4 separate regions of the Mus musculus genome follow, and regions 2, 3 and 4 are each linked to region 1. Evidence: chromatin contacts called from public HiChIP or PLAC-seq and promoter capture Hi-C data. All regions are on one chromosome and are shown on one strand. The core of a region is the stretch at or near the end of the contact, and the rest is flanking DNA. Distances in the headings are between cores, read along the strand shown.

Region 1 (4,643 bases), core at 637-3,136:
CAGGGACCAAGGTCTCTTGATTCCTAGTACTTTGGCCAAGAACTGTAATGTTGACAAAGGACTGAAAAAGGAGAGAGAGAGAGAGAGAGAGAAAGAGAGAGAGAGAGAGAGAGAGAGAGAGAGAGAGAGAGAGAGAGAGAGAGAGAGAGAGAGAGAAGAGGAGAGAATGTAGACTTGGTGAGTTAGAAGGCTAATAGAGTGTTCTCTTATGTGGTCTAAGAGGAAACAAGTTTTGGGGTAAAGGTCCTTGGAAAGAGAAGATTGCACACATTTGTCAAATATTGGTTTTGGCTGTTAGCTCTCCTGCTTGTATGTAAGCTTCCATGACCTGCATCTTTAAGAAATATTTAGATACAAAGAGTCTGTGGAAAGTGGATTCTTCCTTGCTTTTGAAGGAAATGAGCATGTAAAAAAAAATGACTACATGCGGCTCAACAAATACACAACACTTATTTATTACTTATAACGCAACAAGATTTAAACCACTACATGCCTCTAATATAAATATAAACACACAGTTTTTTTTTTTAACCTTGTAAGTTCTCATGACATGATTCTTAGGAATTTACAGAATATAAAGGAGAAACTTTTCCTCTGTGAACTTTTCTAATTTTTTTCTGTGACATTAGAGAAATGGAAGAGCATATACATATCTTACAGTTAACAAAACTAATTTAATTACTTTTTAACACAGTGGTGAAATGAATGGCTTAGCCAGAATTTAGGAATGCAAGAGCATATATAGTCAGTGCTATCAGAGACTTATTTGAAGGGAGATTTTTCAGAAAGTGTTAATTATTTTTTAGTGAATCACTTAGTACTATTAATCGTGAGACTGAACATGACTTCTCCTGAGTTGGAGTGCATTTTGTCTTTGGAAAGGCAGTCTCTGCTTTCTCTACTTCTTTATTTCTTGGCAGTGGTTACTGTTTTATTGATTTGGAGTGGGTCCCGCATTTGGAGTCACACATCCCTAAAGGGTCTGGTTGTGAAATGAAAGTGGAAATTAGACGGCATTGGAACGGGACGAAGGAGTACCTTTAACTTCGGAGGGAACCTGCTAGCCACTTTTCATTGCCTTTTGGGTGCCCTGGGATAAAAGTGGGAGGTGGGTTAAAAAGAAACAAAAAACAAAACAACAACAGCAGCAGGAGCAACGATCACAAAGAAAAGCCAAAGGACATAAGAAAAGCCATGTGCCAAGAGTGAATTAAAAGTAAAGGATATTGAACTTGGAGACCGTTTGCTGTAGACATCATTGGAGTAATTTGTGTAAACAGTGCGGCCACTACGTGCAGTGACAGCGCAATGTTTTTTATTTCTTAATCATGACAGGTAGATAGATAAATACACAAATGAATGAATGAATGAATGGGTGGGTGGAACTCCGCGCCATTTGCTATAGATCCTTGGGCAGAATTACATAATGTGGGTCTGAATATCAACCATATAGAGATTGCTTAATTACTTTGTCGAATCAGGTAAGATAATCAGGTGTGTGTTTAAAAATTTTGATGGAACAACGTTCAGTGGGCAATCGTAACTTTAAACCAGGAAATAGACCCGCAACCCTTACCGCGTTGGTAGGTTACAACTCAAGCCTCGTGGCTGGTGGACTGATAAAATTCTATTTCCTTCCAAAGGGGAGCTGCCCGGAAGTCCTGGTAGGGAAGCTGGGAGCTAGGTGGGCGGTCTAGGACGCACAAAGGAGTTCTGCTGCCTAAGGCGTCCAACGCAACCACAACCTGAGGCTTTGGAGAGTTGGGTTGGACAACCTAGTGTGAGTTGAGAGCTATTCCGGTCTAAGAGTGCTTTGCGCTTGGTTATTGGGGGGAGGAGGGAGGGAAGGGGGAAGGACAGGACCCTGACCACTCCCCTGGACGGAAGCGCAGGTTGGGTCTTGTGGGTCTAAGCCTCTAAAGGTGACTTTGAGCCTCTTTCCCACCTCTTTCTGAAGGATCAGCTGCGAGTTGAAGGAGTGAGAAGAGGTAAGTTGGGACTTTGAGACCTAAACCTGGACATACACTCTGGAATCCTCGGATTCTTCACCTGAGACCACCTTGGGTTAATAAAAGAAGCAGTTGCGGGTGTAGATGGGATGAATAATGTTCAGGGACGGGATTAATTTATTTTTGAGAAGTTTCTGCCGTCAGGAGTCTCCGACCTTAAGGATGATGAGCTCAAAAAATACATTGGTGTTCCTAAGAGTTGGACACCGGGAAGCTAGCTTCGGGAGTGGCAAACTCCGGCGGGTGATAAAAGTGTGAACCTCAGAGAATACTGATAAGCGAATGACTGGGGCCTTCAGGGTCTTAGATGGCTCTGTACTAAACGGAGGTGTATGGGCAAGGCGAGACGCTTTAGAGCTAAAGAATTCTCTAAAATGTGAAGGAAATATTCTCAGACTGGCAGGGCTCAGTCTTTTGTAACTTCCACCACGCTTTCCGAATCTCTGACTTTCGCCCACCATTCCCTCCCACCCCCCACCCCTGAGGCCCAATAATGGCGAGAGCCATTTCTGCGCTTCTCCCTTCTAGATTCTTCCAGATGACCTAAAGCCTCATAGTTGGTGATGTCTCCCGCGCAAAGTTAGCCTCTGGCCCCGTCACTCTATTGGCGGTTCCTAGCCCTCACCACTCCCTAGGGAACCACGTGTGGGAATTTCGCTGGGATGTTAGGATCAGGGAGGGTGACTAAAAATCTCAGTATGTAGTTGTTTTTTCGGAGAGTGGTGTAAGGGATAGGTGGGCAATAGAAGACTACGGAGTGGAAGATTTTTTTTTTTTTTTGAAGTCGGGGTTGTAAAGGCAAAGACCTTGAGCAATTGTGTCTTCTGTTTCCTAGTCGATAGAACCAGCTCTATATTCGCTCTACTGCTTCCCAGCTTCATAAACGGTGAGTTTTGTCTACCTGGGCATCTCCAGCTTTTCTGTATAGGGGACATTTCGTTTGTGTTCCGTACCACCATTGCGCCCAAGGCCCGGGAAGCTCATTAGCCCTTGCGCCACGCCCGTGAAAAAGTGCGGGTAGACCCCGCAGATCAGATTGGGCGGATCTTCCGCTCCATTCCTATAGATCATGAAGGACCTGGTTTTTCTTGATATGGGCCAGGGAAACCCCACCCTACGGGAACCTGTCCTGGCCAGGTGTCCCACCAGAAGCCCAGCGAGCTTCGTCACTCGCATTCCTGTAGATTGCAGCTGGTAGATCCCCGGCAGTCCAAACTTAACTCCCAGCATTTTTGGGTGTGGTACGGGCCCAAAGAAAACCTCTTCTTCTCTCCCCCAAGAACAGATTTTTTTTTTTTTGAGAGTCTTCATATAAAAGCACAATTAAAGTACAGGGTGGGGTAGACCAGACGGGACCTTCGATTTTGTTTTTAGGGTCCCCCATTCTCCTCACTTCAAAAACTCTTGGACGGGTAAAGCACGAGATTATGCTCTAGGTAGACCAGGGGATTGCAAACCTAGAAAACAAACAACAGCTGAGAAATTGGGGTGTGAGTCCAGTTGTCGGGGCAAATGGGTGTTCGGGTACGCTTGCGGTGTGAACTTTCTACGGATCACTTGTGGAGGGAGTTGAAGGAAAGGAGGGAAGGGAACCGCCCCAGGGGTCCTCGTGGCGAGGTCCGTGCTCACTGGGGGAGGTGTCTACCTATGCCTGGGCGGGGGGAGGGGGGAGAGGCGGGGGGAGGCGGGGGGGGGCGGTGGGCGGGGGGAGAGTGTCACCTTGTGGGCGGGAGAAGGAGTCTACCACGAAGAGCAGGCTAATTGGCTCGAGACATTTTGCGAGCATTGGAAAAAGGTCGTTGAAGGAGTTCGCTCTACAGAGAAAGAGAGAAATCTTAAAAAAGAGTGCCGGGCATGCGCATAGAGAGGATGCCATATTGGAATGAGGCTGTAGTGGGAGCTGGAGGACCCGAGCGGGCGCGCTAGGGAGGCGGCGGGTAGAGAGCGAGCGAGCAAGAGAGGGCGGGTGAGCCGGACCCGCGCCCACTCCGGTCGCCCCCGGGGGCCAGGTTCCACCATTCCTGGCAGGACAAACTTAATCAGGTAGGACGCCGCCCCAGACACGGTCCCCTCGTCCAACCCGGCCCGCGAGCAGATCTCTGGCCCGCAGGTTGAGTGTGCCGAAAGGCGTCTTTTTTTTTTTTTTTTTTTTTTTCCCAGTTTAGTTTTTTTTTTTTAAAGAAGGAAGCTCGAGCCAGTCTGGGTGGAGGGGGGAGGCGGGGGGTTGGGGAGGAAGGAGGAGAAAAACCGAAGCGCAGAGGCTGGAGAGGAAATGAGAAGCACTTGAGCGAAGCCTCTAACTCCTCTCTGCGCTCTGGGTTGTCATTTTTTCTCATTCCCCACCCCCTTCCCCCCGACTCCCGGCTCTGAAAAGCCAGGCCTTGCGGGAGTCTGTCCGGAGTTGCAAAGTGACCTCGTCCTCCTCCGGGTGCAGTCTGTTCCCTCCCCGCCGCCCACCTTCCTCGTTTATGCACTCGCTTTAGCGGCGCAGCCTCCTCTGCCACCTACCCCGGGTTCCCGCGTCTCCTCGGAGCCGGGGTCTCCCTCTTTTGGTGTGCATTGGGGGGGGGGGGGGGCTAGGAGGTTGTAGAGAGGAAAGTGATGGCGTGGAGAGAATTGGAAAGCAGCAAGGGT
Region 2 (4,643 bases), core at 1,162-3,661, 820 kb after region 1:
GTATATAAACCAATAAATTTGTGTCAATTTTTGATGGCCCCTGAGCCTATTGTTCATTGTTTAGCAGGCTCCCGAAGCACTTGATTTCAATACTCAAAAAGACACTCTTCTTCAAAACAAGTATTCTTTTGTTTTTAACTTCAAAAGCATCATTTAGGGGTTAGGGATGTAGCTCAGCTGGTAGCATGCTTGCCTAGCATTCATACAGCCCCAGGTTCAATCCCCAGCACCCAAAATGTGGTTCACAATCACCTGCAACTCTAGTCCCAGGAGACCTGACACCTCTCTGACTCCAGTGGCACCAGACATGTAAGTGGTATACAAGCAGAACTCAGCCAAAACACTGTGCACATAATGAGAGACAGAGAGAGAGATCTTTAAAGGCATCATTTAATTTTTTTTCTCTATTGGAATGTCACCAAATATATGAACCACACACAGGTCAGACCTCCGAGATGGCCAGGAATAGTTGACAAAATAAACAAACTCAGTGGTATTTTTGTGAAGCTTTTTGTTTTGTTTTGGTATTTTTAAATTTTATTCATTTTTTTTCCTGCTCATTTTAACTTTCATTTCTGTGTTGTTGATGGGGGGGGTTGTTCCTTGTTTACTTTTGTTTCTTATTTTGTCAGAGAGAGAAGAGAGAGAGAGTTAAAACAAGTGTGTTATACCGCCCCCACCAGAAAACCGCTGACAATGGTATGCTTTGGTTTTTTGATTGGTTATTAAAAAGAAAAAAAAAACTCAGAATTTTAATGGAGTTTTCATATTTGAGAAAATGGGCAATTTTCAAAAGCAAAGCAATTAATCGAATATAATTATAGTGGAAAAGCAGAGGTGTACCTGTCTGGTCGAGCGCTTAGGGAGCATGCACAGAGCCGCAGCACTGTGCAGAGGGTGGTAGTGCTCACCTGTGATTGGGAGACAGAACGAAGAGGATCAGAGGTTCAAGGTCACCTTGGTTACAGGAAAGTTCATGGCTAGGCTGGGCTGTGAGCGACTCTGCCTCAAAAATAAACAAATACATCCATACTAGCCCTGGAAATGAATACATGAAAACAAATTAGATTCAATAACTGCCTAGGTAGAGGACGTTCATGACCCTCTTTCTAGGGAGCTGCAGTCAGTAAGGCTTCCCTCAGTGTCACCATCCTGCCACAGCAGACCCACCAGTGCTAGAGTGTTCTGTTTGTCTGGCGAATGTGAGGAAGCATATGTGGTGTGTGTAGTCTTGTGTATCTGCACACATGTGGAGGTGCATGCCTATGTAGAAGCCAGGGAAGGACACTGGGTGTCTTGCTCTATTATCTCTGCATCATTGCCTTGAAGCAGGCCTCTCACTCAATGTGGAGCTACCTCGCTAGCCTGGCAACTTGTGAGTCTCTGACATGACAGTGTTGAAGTGATGGACCAAGTGTTTGGCCACAGCCAGAGGGTGCCAGGGATCATAGAAATCAAGTATTCACCCTTACCTGGCCCTTTTCCACTGAGCCATTTCCCCAGGTCCTAGCTAGTGATTTTAGGTTTCAATCATATATATATTCAGTCATAGAAGAAGGGAAGACACTATGAAAGGTATAAAATAAGTCTAAGTGCCCTAACCTGTTGGGAAGAAACCCTTCAGACCAGTGGTTCTTAACCTTCCCAATGCTGTGGCCCTTAGTTCTTCATGTTGTGGTGACCACTAATCATGAAATTATTTCATTTCTACTTCATAACTTTAATTTTGGTACTATTATGAACCATAATGTAAATATCTGATAGACAACCCCCAAAGGGGTTGTGTGGGACTCACAGGTGGAGAACCACTGCCTTGGAACATTTCTTCCTACAAAATATTGTAGAAAATTTTCACCACATTCTTTTCCAATGCCTGAAATTCTCTGCCACCTTAGGACTTTGAAAGGCACGGATCACCTTAAAAACCCAGGTTCCGTGGACATTCCACGACACCTTAGCCTGGTTTAGTCAATGAGCAGAAACTGGACATTTTTTTAATTTTAAACTTTAAATTTGCCTTATTTGAGTTAAATATTTCTTGATCAGATATCTAACCACATTGGACATAATTTTGTGTATAGAGAGGAAAGAGGGATAAAAGGAGAAGATGCTAGCTAGCCCTCAGAAGACCTGTCTGTTGGAGAAGAAAGCAAACAGGGCTCGGTGAGAGCAGGTTGAGTAATGGCCGGTGCCTGAAGAATCCAGACAAGGCTGGGAAGCTCAGGGGAACTTCTGCAACCCCAGCAGCTTTCAGATTGTTTAACGTATGACTCAGAAAAAAAAAAATCTCATACATTCTCACTGCCGCAAAATCATGGTTAAGAAAAACAAAGGCACCATTAGACAGCGTAGAAGCAGCATGGCCACCCTCTCTGCTAGACCCACACATCCTTGAGTGCTCCCCTTGGGTCCTCTAGAAGGGCTCAAAGCACACGTGACTCTCTTTTTCTACCCTGGATTCTTTTGTTACTACATAGCGCCTGGGTCTTGGTAGTGGGCAGTGAATGCCAGCTCCTAGGTGAATCTTCTCTTACCTAAGCCGACAGCTGTAATCCTTATTCATAAGGTTCATCTCTGCTTTCACTTTTGATCCTTAACCTTTTATTGCCTATGGCTGAATTATTTCACAGCTAGGAAAATGAGCAGCAGAATGCTTGAGAATGGCTTAGTGAATTCCAACTCATAAATAAAGCTCAGACAGAAAAGCTTTCGCTTTCTGTTCTCCTTTGACCTTCAGCCTGTGTCACCTCCAGAGGCAGTTTTGCCCTGCTGTGCGGTTATGGTCATTTATGCTTGTAATCTACTCTGCAAATACTTCCTGGGAAAGGAACCACAGTCGTTGGTTTCTACACGGAGTTTTTCTTGCCCTCTTTTCTTACACCCTAAAGATACAATCCACCTCTTGAGAAATTCCTCAGGTCTTTGCACGCAAAGATGAAGGTAGCTCCAGACTCCACAGCTTCAATTTAACAAGTCTTGTTTTCCTTCCTGCATCAAGGTGAGGATTCTCCCACAGAGACAAGTTAATACCTTCTTCCAATGAGCAGTGATTGCCTCCAGCATCTTGAAACAAAGCCAATGTAGAAAGTTTTTCTGATCTTCACTTCCCGCCCAGAGCGTTTCCTGCTACAGCATCAGCTGTGTTGCTTACCCGGTATCCGCTATCTCCCTTTTCTGGTTGTATTTTATCTAAATCATCTTCACTCTAGTTGAGCTAAGGCGGTGTGGTTTTGCAAATTAAATCAGTTGTGGGTTTCTGCATATGTCTCCTCCCTGTGTTTACTAAGCTTTTTTTTTTTTTTAATTTTATTTTAAAAATATTGTATGTCTGTTTTTATCTTAGCAGCTGTGAAGGGAGGTTTGTTGGACTCAGGGCTCTTTTCAACCAAATCCCAGGCAATTTAGAAGGATGTGCTTGTAAGAAACAGGAATAAATGCTGTTGTGAGAGTGTCCCTTAAATATTGATGGAGTGAATTCCCTTTAAAATTTAAGTACATGCGTGAGAGATTATCTTGCACATACTTAAAAGAGTTCATGAGTCTAGATTTACACCTTTGTTTGGAGGCAAAGTCTGACATGTTCTTCCTTGCTGTTTTTCTGCGTGGTGCAGGCCAGATGGCCCCCAGGCCTCGCCTGTGTGCACCTCTTGTCTCTTCTTACCTCAAAAAATTCTGGGATTGCAGGTGCATGCAGCTGCCTAAGGGTTTTTTTTTTGTTTTTGTTTTTGTTTTGTTTTGTTTTGTTTTGTTTTGTTTTTTGGGTTTTTTTTTTTTCATAGTTTCTCCCGAAACTATGAAAAACTATGATCCACAGTTGAAACATCAGGTTTATGTGGCAGGTTGTTTTACCCACTGAGCCATCTCAACGCCTCCCCCCCCCCCCCCAAAAAAAAGGCAATTTTTAAGGAAGACAAGTCACACGGTCAGTGTAGAAAAGGAACAGGCCACATAAAAAGGCAGTTTGCTTTAGCTCCATCATTACGATCTGGGGAAACACATATGACATTCTCACCCTAACAGATTGGTCCTGGTGATTACTGAATGCAGTAGATAAAACAAGATTAAATACATGTGCAGAATTTGTAACATGGACACAGTGAGGGAGGCGAAGGACTCATGGGTGGTTCTAGTATTTCTAGCTGGGAAGATTTAGTAGGCCATGATGCTACTGCTGAAGACAAGACCTAGAAGAGAAACGTAGGTGTCTGAGGAAAGGCAGAAATCCTATCTGGCTTGGCTATGCATGTGAGACTGTGAACCGCTTGGGTAAGATGCACAGTTGAAATTTTGAGAATGAAAGAAGTGCATATATATATATATATATATATATATATATATATGTATTGTCCAGGAAAGAAGTGCTTGTCAAAGTTGATCACGGTGTTGCACATGCCATCAAGACAGAGACAGACAATTTCGATTGGCCAAAATGTTTTTTTAGAAAAGAAGGGAGTAAAGGAAAGCCCAGATGGGTTCCATAAAGCCACTGAGGAGACAGGACCAACTGCAGACAGAGCACAGTCTGTGGTGAGGCCAGCAGGCAGCAATGGCAGGTGTGATTGATACTGGGGGGAGGGGGAAGCAAGGGTTTGTCCTTAGTAGTTGGTCCTCTCAGAGCACAGGATGGCTAGTGTGGGCCATGT
Region 3 (4,643 bases), core at 1,173-3,672, 730 kb after region 1:
TACCAGGGCCAAAAAGGGGGAGTGGGTGGGCAGGGGAGTGGGGGTGGGTGGATATGGGGGACTTTTGGTATAGCATTGGAAATGTAAATGAGTTAAATACCTAATAAAAAATGGAAAAAAAAAAAAGAATTGGGAACAAAACACCCATGGAAGGAGTTACAGAGACAAAGTTTGGAGCTGAGATGAAAGGATGGACCACCTAGACACTGCCATACCCGAGGATCCATCCCATAATCAGCTTCCAAACGCTGACACCATTGCATACACTAGCAAGATTTTGCTGAAAGGACCCTGATATAGCTGTCTCTTGTGAGACTATGCCGGGGCCTAGCAAACACAGAAGTGGATGCTCACAGTCAGCTATTGGATGGGTCACAGGGCCCCCAATGGAGGAGCTAGAGAAAGTAACCATGAACTAACCAGTACCCCCAGTGCTCATATCTCTAGCTGCATATGTATCAGAAGATGACCTAGTTGGCCATCATTGGGAATAGAGGCCCCTTGGTCTTGCAAACTTTATATGCCCCAGTGCAGGGGAATGCCAGGGCCAAGAGGTGAGAGTGGGTGAGTAGGGGAGTGGGGGGGGAGGGTATGGGGGCTTGAAATGTAAATGAAGAAAATACCTAACTAAAAAAAATGTCAAAAAAAAAAGGACAAATACCAAAGAAAAAAGAAAACAAAACAAAACAAAACAAAAAACCCCAAGTAACATTCAGTCTAGTAACACAGTTTCCTGTTCCTTTTTGATGGAGCTAACACGGGGTGGTCAGGTTCAGTTACTTCTGAGTCCCCACTGCAAAGTAGGACTGACCGTCCCTCGTCCAGGGTGAACACGTCTGAGTTCTAGTTCTGGCAGGAGTGTTTGACCACCTCATTGGGTGTGGAGAACATCTTGTCACACAGGTTGCACTTATAGGGCTTGTTGGCCTGCATCCCCATATTGTCCATCTGGCTGCCTTCCTCGAACGTGCAGAGCTCCAGTGTCTGCTTGTCCACCATGGTGTAGGTGTCAATGCTCTGGTTGAGGCACACGTGGCGTGTGGCCTGGTTGGCCCTACAGAAGCTCTTGTCACAGGTGCTGCCCTTGAAGGGTTTGCCCGTGTGAATGTACATGTGCTCACGCCAGTGCCTTTTCTGGATGAACTTGCGGCCGCAGATCGTGCACTCATACTTGCGCCTCTTCACTTCCCTCTCTTGGTCCGCCTGCTCCAGGTTGTCGATGTCTGCAATGTCTGAGGGCTGTGGTGTCTCCGACTGTTGCTGCCCATCGATGATGTGGGAGTCGGAGATGTGCTGCAGCTCGCTGTCGCTGATCATTCCTGCCTCTGGTACTTCCAGAGCCTCCTTGCCCAGGTCGGCCGCATTGCTGCAGAGCGACAAGGGCCCAGGGCCTTCCCCTGGCGGGCCAGCAGTGAAGGGCACCCCGGTGTGGATCTCCAGGTGCGCAGCGAGAAGCGACGGCCGCACAGGTGGCAGGCTTAGTACTTGGGGAAGCTTCCATTCCTCTTCATGATGCTTGGCTTTACGTGGGCGATCGTAAGGGATGATGGCTGCTCGTCAGCGGAAGAGGCCTCTAGGTTGGTCTCCTCCCCAGGAGGAGGGGGAGGCACAGGTGTGGAGACAAGTTCAGGTGACAGCGAGGTCTGCAGGGGGGTCTGCGGGAGTTATATTTGTCCGATTCACCTGGGCTAGGTTTGAAGTCAGCTGGGACAGCTGCGAGGTCTCTGGTACAGGCTCCTGGTTCATCCTGGATGCCTGTGGCCTAGGCTCCCGCCCAAGTTTCTCAGGCCCTAAATTCATCTTGGTGGCTTGTCTCAGCAGATGGTCTGCAATCTGAATGCCGTACAAGGATGAGGCCAGAGGGAAGACTTGCTCGGGATAGGAAAAGCTGCCTTGGCTGGCAAGGCTGGCTTCCTGGATAAGGGGGTATGCGTGAAGGAATTTGATCCCTTGCTCTAGCCTCACAGGGTCGATGAGCTGTGGGGCCATCTTCCCTGTGTACATCAGGTGGAGCAGATAGCTGAATATGTCAGGCTGTATGTCAGTGGGCTTCAGGCGGACGCATTCACTGGTCTGATGGACAAACAACATCTTAAAGTAATTGGAGAATGAAGCGAGAACTGATTTGTGTGCCTTGAAGTACACATCGCCGATTGCAACCGTGCAGTCACACAGGAAACCAAACTCTCGCTGAGCGTTTAACTGCTGCAGTAGAATAAGTCCATGGTTGGTCAAATCCATTTTTAAAAATATCTGTCGCAGGTGCGGGCGGCCGTGGCGGGGCGTGAGGGGGGAGGCAGAGCCGGGCGGCCTGGGCTAACTGTCCCCGCCGCCGCCTCTGCCCCGCGTTGCTGCTGCTGCTGCTGCTGCTGCTGCTGCTTGCTGCTGCCGCCGGCCCGTGTCTTCTACGCGGTGGTGGGCGGAGGCGGGGTTTTTCCTGTTAAGGTCACATGACCGAGAGAGCGGAGCCTGATTCTTCTTAATACCCCTAGCTCAACAGAGCTCAACTTCTTCATCTATAACATCAATGTTTGGGGAAAATATTCAATTCTCTAACACTGTCTGAGTGAATACATTGTATCTTTGGGACCTGATAATTCCTGCATTTGTGTTTTTTGTCTTCTCTGCTATATTCTTCCCATTCTCCACTACTCCCTCCACCAACAGATCACAAGAATGAGATAATCAGCTGGGTGGTGGTGGCGCACACCTTTAATCCCAGCACTTGGGAAGCAGAAGCGGGTGGATTTCTGAGTTCGAGGCCAGCCTGGTCTACAAAGTGAGTTCCAGGACGGCGAGGGCTACACAGAGAAGCCCTGTCTTGAAACAAACAAACAAACAAAGAATGAGATAATCAGAACTTCCTTATGCTACGGATTTGTAAGCCTGAGTTATGATCATTTGCAACATGCTATAATGTTTTGTGCCTACCCAAGCATGAAATAAGATGTAGATGCTAGATTTAATACCATATTAATATATAGTGTGGATGTAAGTTTATGTGTGTACTTACTCTATTAGGCCCAGCAAATATCATTTTACCATATCCATCTGGTTCTTACAATCGTCCTCCCTCATCTTATGTAATGATCCTTGGGAGGAGGGGTGTGATACAGGTGCCCCCACTGAGAGTAAGCAACCCATGGCTCTCATTCTTTTTGTGCTGACCAGTGTGGGTCTCTGTATTGATCATTACTTGATAGGGAAAAAGGTTCTTTTATGAGGGTGGAGAGACTCACTAGTCTATAAGTATTTTGAATCTTTAGATACCTGTGTTCAAATGAGTGATTTGATATCATATCCACACATCCACAGTCAAATTCTGTTGCTAAAGCAGATCCAACAGGTTTGACTTAATCACAAAGCAGGATCTTAAGTGGGGCGGTGGTGGCTCACGCCTTTAATCCCAGCGCTCAGGAGGCAGAGGCAGGCGGATTTCTGAGTTCGAGGCCAGCTTGGTCTACAGAGTGAGTTCCAGGACAGCCAGGGCTACACAGAGAAACCCTGTCTCGAAACACCCCCCCCCCAGAAAAAAAGCAGTATCTTCTATTTCTTTGTATTTCTACTAGTAGTCAATCTTGTGCAGATTTTGAATTTGTATTTAAATAAAATAGGGTAAGTAGCTGTTTTCTCGAGAATTTTATTTTATTTGCAAATAACACTTAAACTAGTCAGTTGAATTAATATGATACATAAGGATATGTTTTCCTGCAAACACGGCATTATATATAAGAAATGAAGTGTTTATCCAAATTACAGTATCAATTTCACTTGGCAGAAGGCCCTGGGTTCTCAAAAAGGAGAGAGAGAAACCTGAGTTTGATGATGGAACGTTAAGGACTATGAAATGGAAATGAGCATTTGAGTTGATCTGCAAATATTCATGGGGAAAACCACATGTAAAAACCACTGTTTTCTTGACCTTTTTTCTTTCTCATTTTATAAGAACCTGAAACCCTTGCTACATGGGGATTGGGTTCTTTATCTGCAAAGAAAGAATTGGATGGGTCCACTTTTGCTCTCCTCTTTCTCTTAGAATGTCTATCATCAGGGACTCAGATTCTGCAGAAGGAAAGGAAAGGAAAGGAAAGGAAAGGAAAGGAAAGGAAAGGAAAGGAAAGGAAAGGAAAGGAAAAAGGAATGGAAAAAGGAAAGGCAAGGCAAGGCAAGGCAAGGCAAGGCAAGGCAAGGCAAGGCAAGGCAAGGCAAGGCAAGGCAAGGCAAGGCAAGGCAAGGCAAGGGAATCCTGCCTTCCAAAGGGCCTAGATGTGGCACAGGATATAAGAACAGAAAAGTGGGTAAGAAGGGTCTCTGACAGAGGCTTCATACTTGAGTAGGAGAGTTTATTAGAGAATTAAATATTAACGAGGGGCCAGAAAGATGGCTCAGTGGATAAAGGTACTTGCCGTGCAATCATGGTAACCTGAGTTCAACCCCAGAACCTATTTAAAAGTAGAAGTAGAGAACCCACTCTCCACCAAGTTGTCCTCTGATCTTCACATGTGCACAGTGGCATGTGCATGTACATATATACATCATACACTCATGAGCATAATAATAAATGTTTTCTTAATAAATGATAAACTAAATGGGAAGGTCCCAGTCAGAAATTTAAAGTGGAAAGGTGCTATGTCTTAAACTTA
Region 4 (4,643 bases), core at 1,109-3,608, 600 kb after region 1:
ATAACAGGCTGTAACTTTAGTCCCATGGAATTTGATGACCTCTTCTGGTGTGCAGGCATACATGGAGACAAAGCACCCACCCACATGTGTGTGTGTGTGTGTGTGTGTGTGTGTTACTATTAAACAAAGAAACAAACAAATGAATGGGAAGAAGGAAGGAAGGAAGGAAGGAAGGAAGGAAGGAAGGAAGGAAGGAGGGAGGGAGGGAGGGAGGGAGGGAGGGAGGGAGGGAGGGAAGGAAGGAAGGAAGGAAGGAAGGAAGGAAGGAAGGAAGGAAGGAAGGAAGGAAGGAAGGAAGGGAAGAAGGGGAGAGCAAAGCAGCCAAGAATACTTAGAACAGACTGAGTTCATGTGTGTCATAGAAGACTAGATGTAGGGACACTTCTAGACCTAATCTGAATGAGACGAGACAGCCCTGGAAGGGGAAGAGCAGGTGGATGCAGAGAACTTTGGAACTTGGGATCTACATGAACATTTCTGTTTCCAGGTACCCATCTTTGGGGATTGTGATCATTATTCATTTTTCAACTCGACGTGATCTTGAATCACCACAGAAATAAGTCTATAAGCATTTTCTGTGAGGGTTTTTTCTAGACAGCATCAATTAAAGTGAAAAGACTTAAATGTGGGTACCCCTTTTGCATTGGTTGGACTCCTGGGCTGAATAAATCAGGATGTAACCTAAGGACAATAGTCCCTCCCTTTGCTTCCTGACTGAAGATGTAAGAAGACCCTCTCCCTGTGTCCTTCCACCTCCAAGATGAACAGTACGCTCAGCTGCACCAGCGTAATCCTGACCTTAGTGAGGTTGCTCTTTTCAAGTATTTTGTCATAGCGAAGAAAAGAATAACTAATAAAGAAATAATGAGGCCCTTTTCCAGTAGGAGTTGTTTGTTTTCTAGATTAACTCATTAATCTTTGAGACTAAAACTAAAATCATTTAACTGCAAAAGATCTTCCTTTTCTGCTTGATTTCTATTTTTACAAAACAGTTGGTTTTATTCTATTTATAGTCTCTCTCTCTCTCTCTCTCTCTCTCTCTCTCTCTCTCTCTGTGTGTGTGTGTGTGTGTGTGTGTTTGTGTGTGTGTGTGTGTGTTTGTGTGTGTGATTTGTGAGCACATATGTAGATGAGTACCCGTGCTTGTGGAGGATGTCAAGTTTCCTGCTCACTCTGCTTTTTAGCCGTAATTCTTGGAATTCTTTGATAATTTTACACAATGTGTTCTGATCACATTTATGCATCCCAAATCCTATTCTCTGCCTTAAATCTCTGAGAATTCCTCACCGAGTCTGCAGCTATGACACTGGCACCCAGAAAGCTAAGTGATCCTTCTGTCTCCATCTGCTGGGGTTACAGGTACACAACACAGCCATACTTGGTTTATGTTAAGCGGGCACTGAGATCTGAACTCGGGTCCTCATGCTTGGACAGCAAGCGTTCCTACCCACTAAGCCCACTCTCAAGCCTCTAGATTTTTTTTTTTAATTCAGCAATCTGACAACTGGATCCAAGTACTAAAGTGCCTCTAGGTTCAGAAATTTCATGGTTAATCCAGGCACTGATAGACCTTGCAGACGACACCTGTAGACGACTTTATAGGGAATCGTTTTCCCCATAGTCTGATCTTAACAGCTGGATCATCTATGGCAGGGACAAACCTTAGTGTGCAGCATGATAAAAGAACAGGTTTTAGAAGGAAAAAGAAAGAAAGAAAGAAAGAAAGAAAGAAAGAAAGAAAGAAAGAAAGAAAGAAAGAAAGACGGAGGGAGGGAGGGAGGGAGGGAGGGAGGGAGGGAGGAAGGAAGGAAGGAAGGAAGGAAGGAAGGAAGGAAGGAAGGAAGGAAGGAAGGAAGGAAGGAAGGAAGGAAGGAAGGAAGAGAGAAAACAAGCAAGCCCTGTTTGGTCTTTTTAACATGCAGCCAACAGTACTCGGGAAGAGTTTGCCCAGGATCCTGGCTCCACCGGATTTCACGTTCCTTTCCCGTTTTACCACTAAGAAAGAAGTCCAATCATCCTTTACCAAATGTTTTCCATAGCCAGAGGATTCATTGATTGGAAATGATAAGTTCATAGCAACGTAGACCTCTAACAGATGGCAGTAAAAGGGTTTGAAAATATTTCAGAACCTGTCTAATTTCCATTCCCCAAATGTTCTCCGGCTCGCTCAGGTCCCGCCCCTGCCCTCTTTATAACCGCTTCTTCCTTTGTTTCCGATACTCCCATTTAGCTATAATTTATACTTCCTTCTGCTCCAAGACCAGATCCAAATTAGCCATGGAACAGGAGAGACTCCAGAAAGAAAACTTGCATTTTAAGATGTGTCCCTTTATCCTGTTGGCTGAACATTCCATTAAAGACAAAGAGAAGTGCAGGCTTTCTCTGTGCTCAGTTTTCCGTAAGACAAGGGCTGCTTGCTGCCAATAGACTGCTTCTGCTGTAAGCAGAAGAACAAGCTCAGTTCACGGGGAGAAAGGGGGCTTTAGTTTTGTCTAGGATAAAAAACAAAAACAAACAAAACTTAACATAGCATTGCGGTCATACAGAATAGACACTCCAAACCTCTCCGAGAGTCTTCACTGGATAATTTGTCGTTAGCAGGATATTTTTGATCCATTAACTCCAATTCTATCACTGTGCTATTTAAGTGACCCTCAGTCTTATAACAGAAATAAAAATTTGAACATATATAACATATAAAAATGTTTTATGCCTTTTTAAAATGCTTACATATGGTTTGCCTCTACTTTGTCCCTAAATCCTAACGATAACCTGACATTGGCAGACATGTTCTTTGTTCTGTTTTATAGGTATGGCAACTGAAAGAGGAAAGAGGTCGCCTGATCCTCCTGCTCCATATCATGTACCTGGAGCTGACCCTTCTACCAAACATGTTTGTAAACAGCAACTGTTTTGTTCTGGGCTAAAAATAATAAGTTCTCATTTGTAATTTAAAATATGTAGGAAATGCAAAATAATACAAAGACGAAACGAGAAGGCCTTAGGTAGCTCCTCCATTCAGAGAAAACACAAGCCATTTTGTTTTAAGCATGCACCACCACCACTATACAACTGATCTTTTTCTCTTTGTGTTTACATAACAGTCTACCAGTTCAGCCATACATAACATACATAACAGTCATAACATACATAACAGTACATAACATACATAACATACATAACAGTCATAACATACATAACAGTCTACCAGTTCAGCCATACATAACATACATAACAGTCATAACATACATAACAGTACATAACATACATAACATACATAACAGTCATAACATACATAACAGTCTACCAGTTCAGCCATACATAACATACATAACAGTCATAACATACATAACAGTACATAACATACATAACATACATAACAGTCATAACATACATAACAGTCTACCAGTTCAGCCATACATAGTTTAACCAATCGCTCTCAGTGCCCTGTTTCTTGTTTTCTCCTGTCGCGACTGACCATGACTGTCAGAGGCTACAGCAGCGATGCTAAGGAAATATGAGCTCTGACTCTTTCCAGAAGATTCAGTCCTAGAAGTGGACTTCCCAGGTTGAAAGGCCGCCAGTCACTCTGAGACTTTGGATAGGCATTGGCAAGACACCTCCTCCCAAAGGCTGTTCCTACAGCTGCTGCAGTGGTAGCCCCTACCTGGAACAAGCTCTGGTCAAATGCTCTTTCCCTCAGCCTTTATGTAACATGTATTATCTTGAGGCAGAAGACATAGTGAGGAGATAAATGTGGAGCCCATCTGAGGACACTGTTCTGTAACACCCAAGGCTGACAAGCATCCATTTACATGAAGAAACCAAGGAGAAAGAACTGGAAATCAGGACATGTTACAGATTCTCAACACCTGCCCTCAGTGACATTTTACTTTATGTCCAAAAGGCTCCATGGCCTCCTCAAACAGTGCCACCAACAGAGGAGTGAGCATTCAAATACAAAAGCTTACAAGGGACAGATTTCTTTCAAACCACTGTGTTTGTGTGTGTGTGTGTGTGTGTGTGTGTGTGTGTGTGTGTGTGTAAAATTGTGAAAGAATAAAGATATAAGCAAAAGAATAGAGATGTTGGAATCAAGTCATTCTTAGGTCAAAGAAAAAAAAGCCACGTCAGGCCTTCCCTCCCTTTCTCTTCCCCTCCCCTCCCCTCCCCTCCCTTTCCCCCCTCCCCTTCCTTTCCCTTTTCTTCTCTTCCCTTTCCCTTCCCTCTCCCTCCCTTCCCCTTCCTCTTTCCTTCCCCTTCCCTTCCTTTCCCTCCTGTATCCTCTTTCCTTTAATCTTTTTATTCTGGGCTAATACACACTGATATGATGATAACCATTTTGAAACCTGCATGTTAGTGTCATTAAGAACATCCATATTGCTGTAACCAATCACCATCATCCACGTCTATAACCCTTGCATCTTCTCTTGCAGAAATTCTGAATGTACAAAACAGAAAATTTTAATATACCAAACAGTAACTCCTTATTCCTCTTCCTCCAACTGCCAGCAACCACCATTTTACTTAGAGTCTCTATGAATTTGATCATTGTACCTATTTCATATAAGGGGGATCCTGGGGTGTCTGCGCCTTGGTAGTTAGCTTGCTTCATGTAGCCTAATGTCCTAACACTCATTGGT

Evidence for each region. Promoter capture Hi-C pulls out the DNA fragments that hold promoters and counts their contacts. HiChIP or PLAC-seq counts read pairs in DNA pulled down with a chosen protein or histone mark.
Region 2: a contact with region 1 is called in a promoter capture Hi-C map of liver, with 2.6 times the contacts expected there. The contact joins the enhancer-like site here to the promoter of Sfmbt2 in region 1. A contact is called at or near these places in 4 of 39 promoter capture datasets (the HPC-7 cell line, frontonasal cranial neural crest, hippocampal neurons and 1 more) and 2 of 115 datasets of contacts at active chromatin or transcription factors (T-cell acute lymphoblastic leukemia and embryonic forebrain).
Region 3: a contact with region 1 is called in an H3K4me3 HiChIP or PLAC-seq map of craniofacial prominence, with 6 times the contacts expected there. The contact joins the enhancer-like site here to the promoter of Sfmbt2 in region 1. A contact is called at or near these places in 7 of 39 promoter capture datasets (the C10 cell line, the HPC-7 cell line, cranial neural crest and 4 more), 2 of 15 datasets of contacts at CTCF or cohesin (large pre-B cells and stem cell-derived epiblast-like cells), 3 of 484 Hi-C or Micro-C datasets (cerebral cortex, forebrain and lens fibers), 9 of 115 datasets of contacts at active chromatin or transcription factors (craniofacial prominence, embryonic basal ganglia, embryonic forebrain and 6 more) and 1 of 9 other capture datasets (embryonic stem cells).
Region 4: an H3K4me3 HiChIP or PLAC-seq map of embryonic forebrain shows a contact between it and region 1, with 5 times the contacts expected there. The contact joins the enhancer-like site here to the promoter of Sfmbt2 in region 1. A contact is called at or near these places in 3 of 39 promoter capture datasets (hippocampal neurons and liver), 1 of 484 Hi-C or Micro-C datasets (cortical neurons) and 4 of 115 datasets of contacts at active chromatin or transcription factors (embryonic basal ganglia, embryonic forebrain, forebrain and 1 more).

The regions. Positions count from the first base shown.
Region 1 is chr2:10,368,565-10,373,207 of GRCm38.p6, forward strand. Sfmbt2 (Scm-like with four mbt domains 2) reads left to right here and starts at 1,887. Exons shown (of 23, transcript NM_001198808.1): 1 at 1,887-1,988.
Region 2 is chr2:11,190,235-11,194,877 of GRCm38.p6, forward strand. The region is part of intron 1 of Prkcq (protein kinase C, theta); the gene reads left to right. Among named protein-coding and RNA genes, the nearest start is that of Prkcq, 20 kb to the left of the region's middle. Within about 2 kb of position 2,412, at least 114 of the 459 cell types and tissues checked have an H3K27ac peak or open chromatin away from gene starts, as enhancers often do. A contact at or near this core is called in the HPC-7 cell line, T-cell acute lymphoblastic leukemia and liver, where this site is marked.
Region 3 is chr2:11,098,024-11,102,666 of GRCm38.p6, forward strand. It overlaps the pseudogene Gm13294. Among named protein-coding and RNA genes, the nearest start is that of Gm13264, 63 kb to the left of the region's middle. Within about 2 kb of position 2,423, at least 40 of the 459 cell types and tissues checked have an H3K27ac peak or open chromatin away from gene starts, as enhancers often do. A contact at or near this core is called in craniofacial prominence and second pharyngeal arch cranial neural crest, where this site is marked.
Region 4 is chr2:10,967,108-10,971,750 of GRCm38.p6, forward strand. No RefSeq gene overlaps it. Among named protein-coding and RNA genes, the nearest start is that of Gm23877, 45 kb to the right of the region's middle. Within about 2 kb of position 2,359, at least 5 of the 459 cell types and tissues checked have an H3K27ac peak or open chromatin away from gene starts, as enhancers often do. A contact at or near this core is called in embryonic forebrain and neural tube, where this site is marked.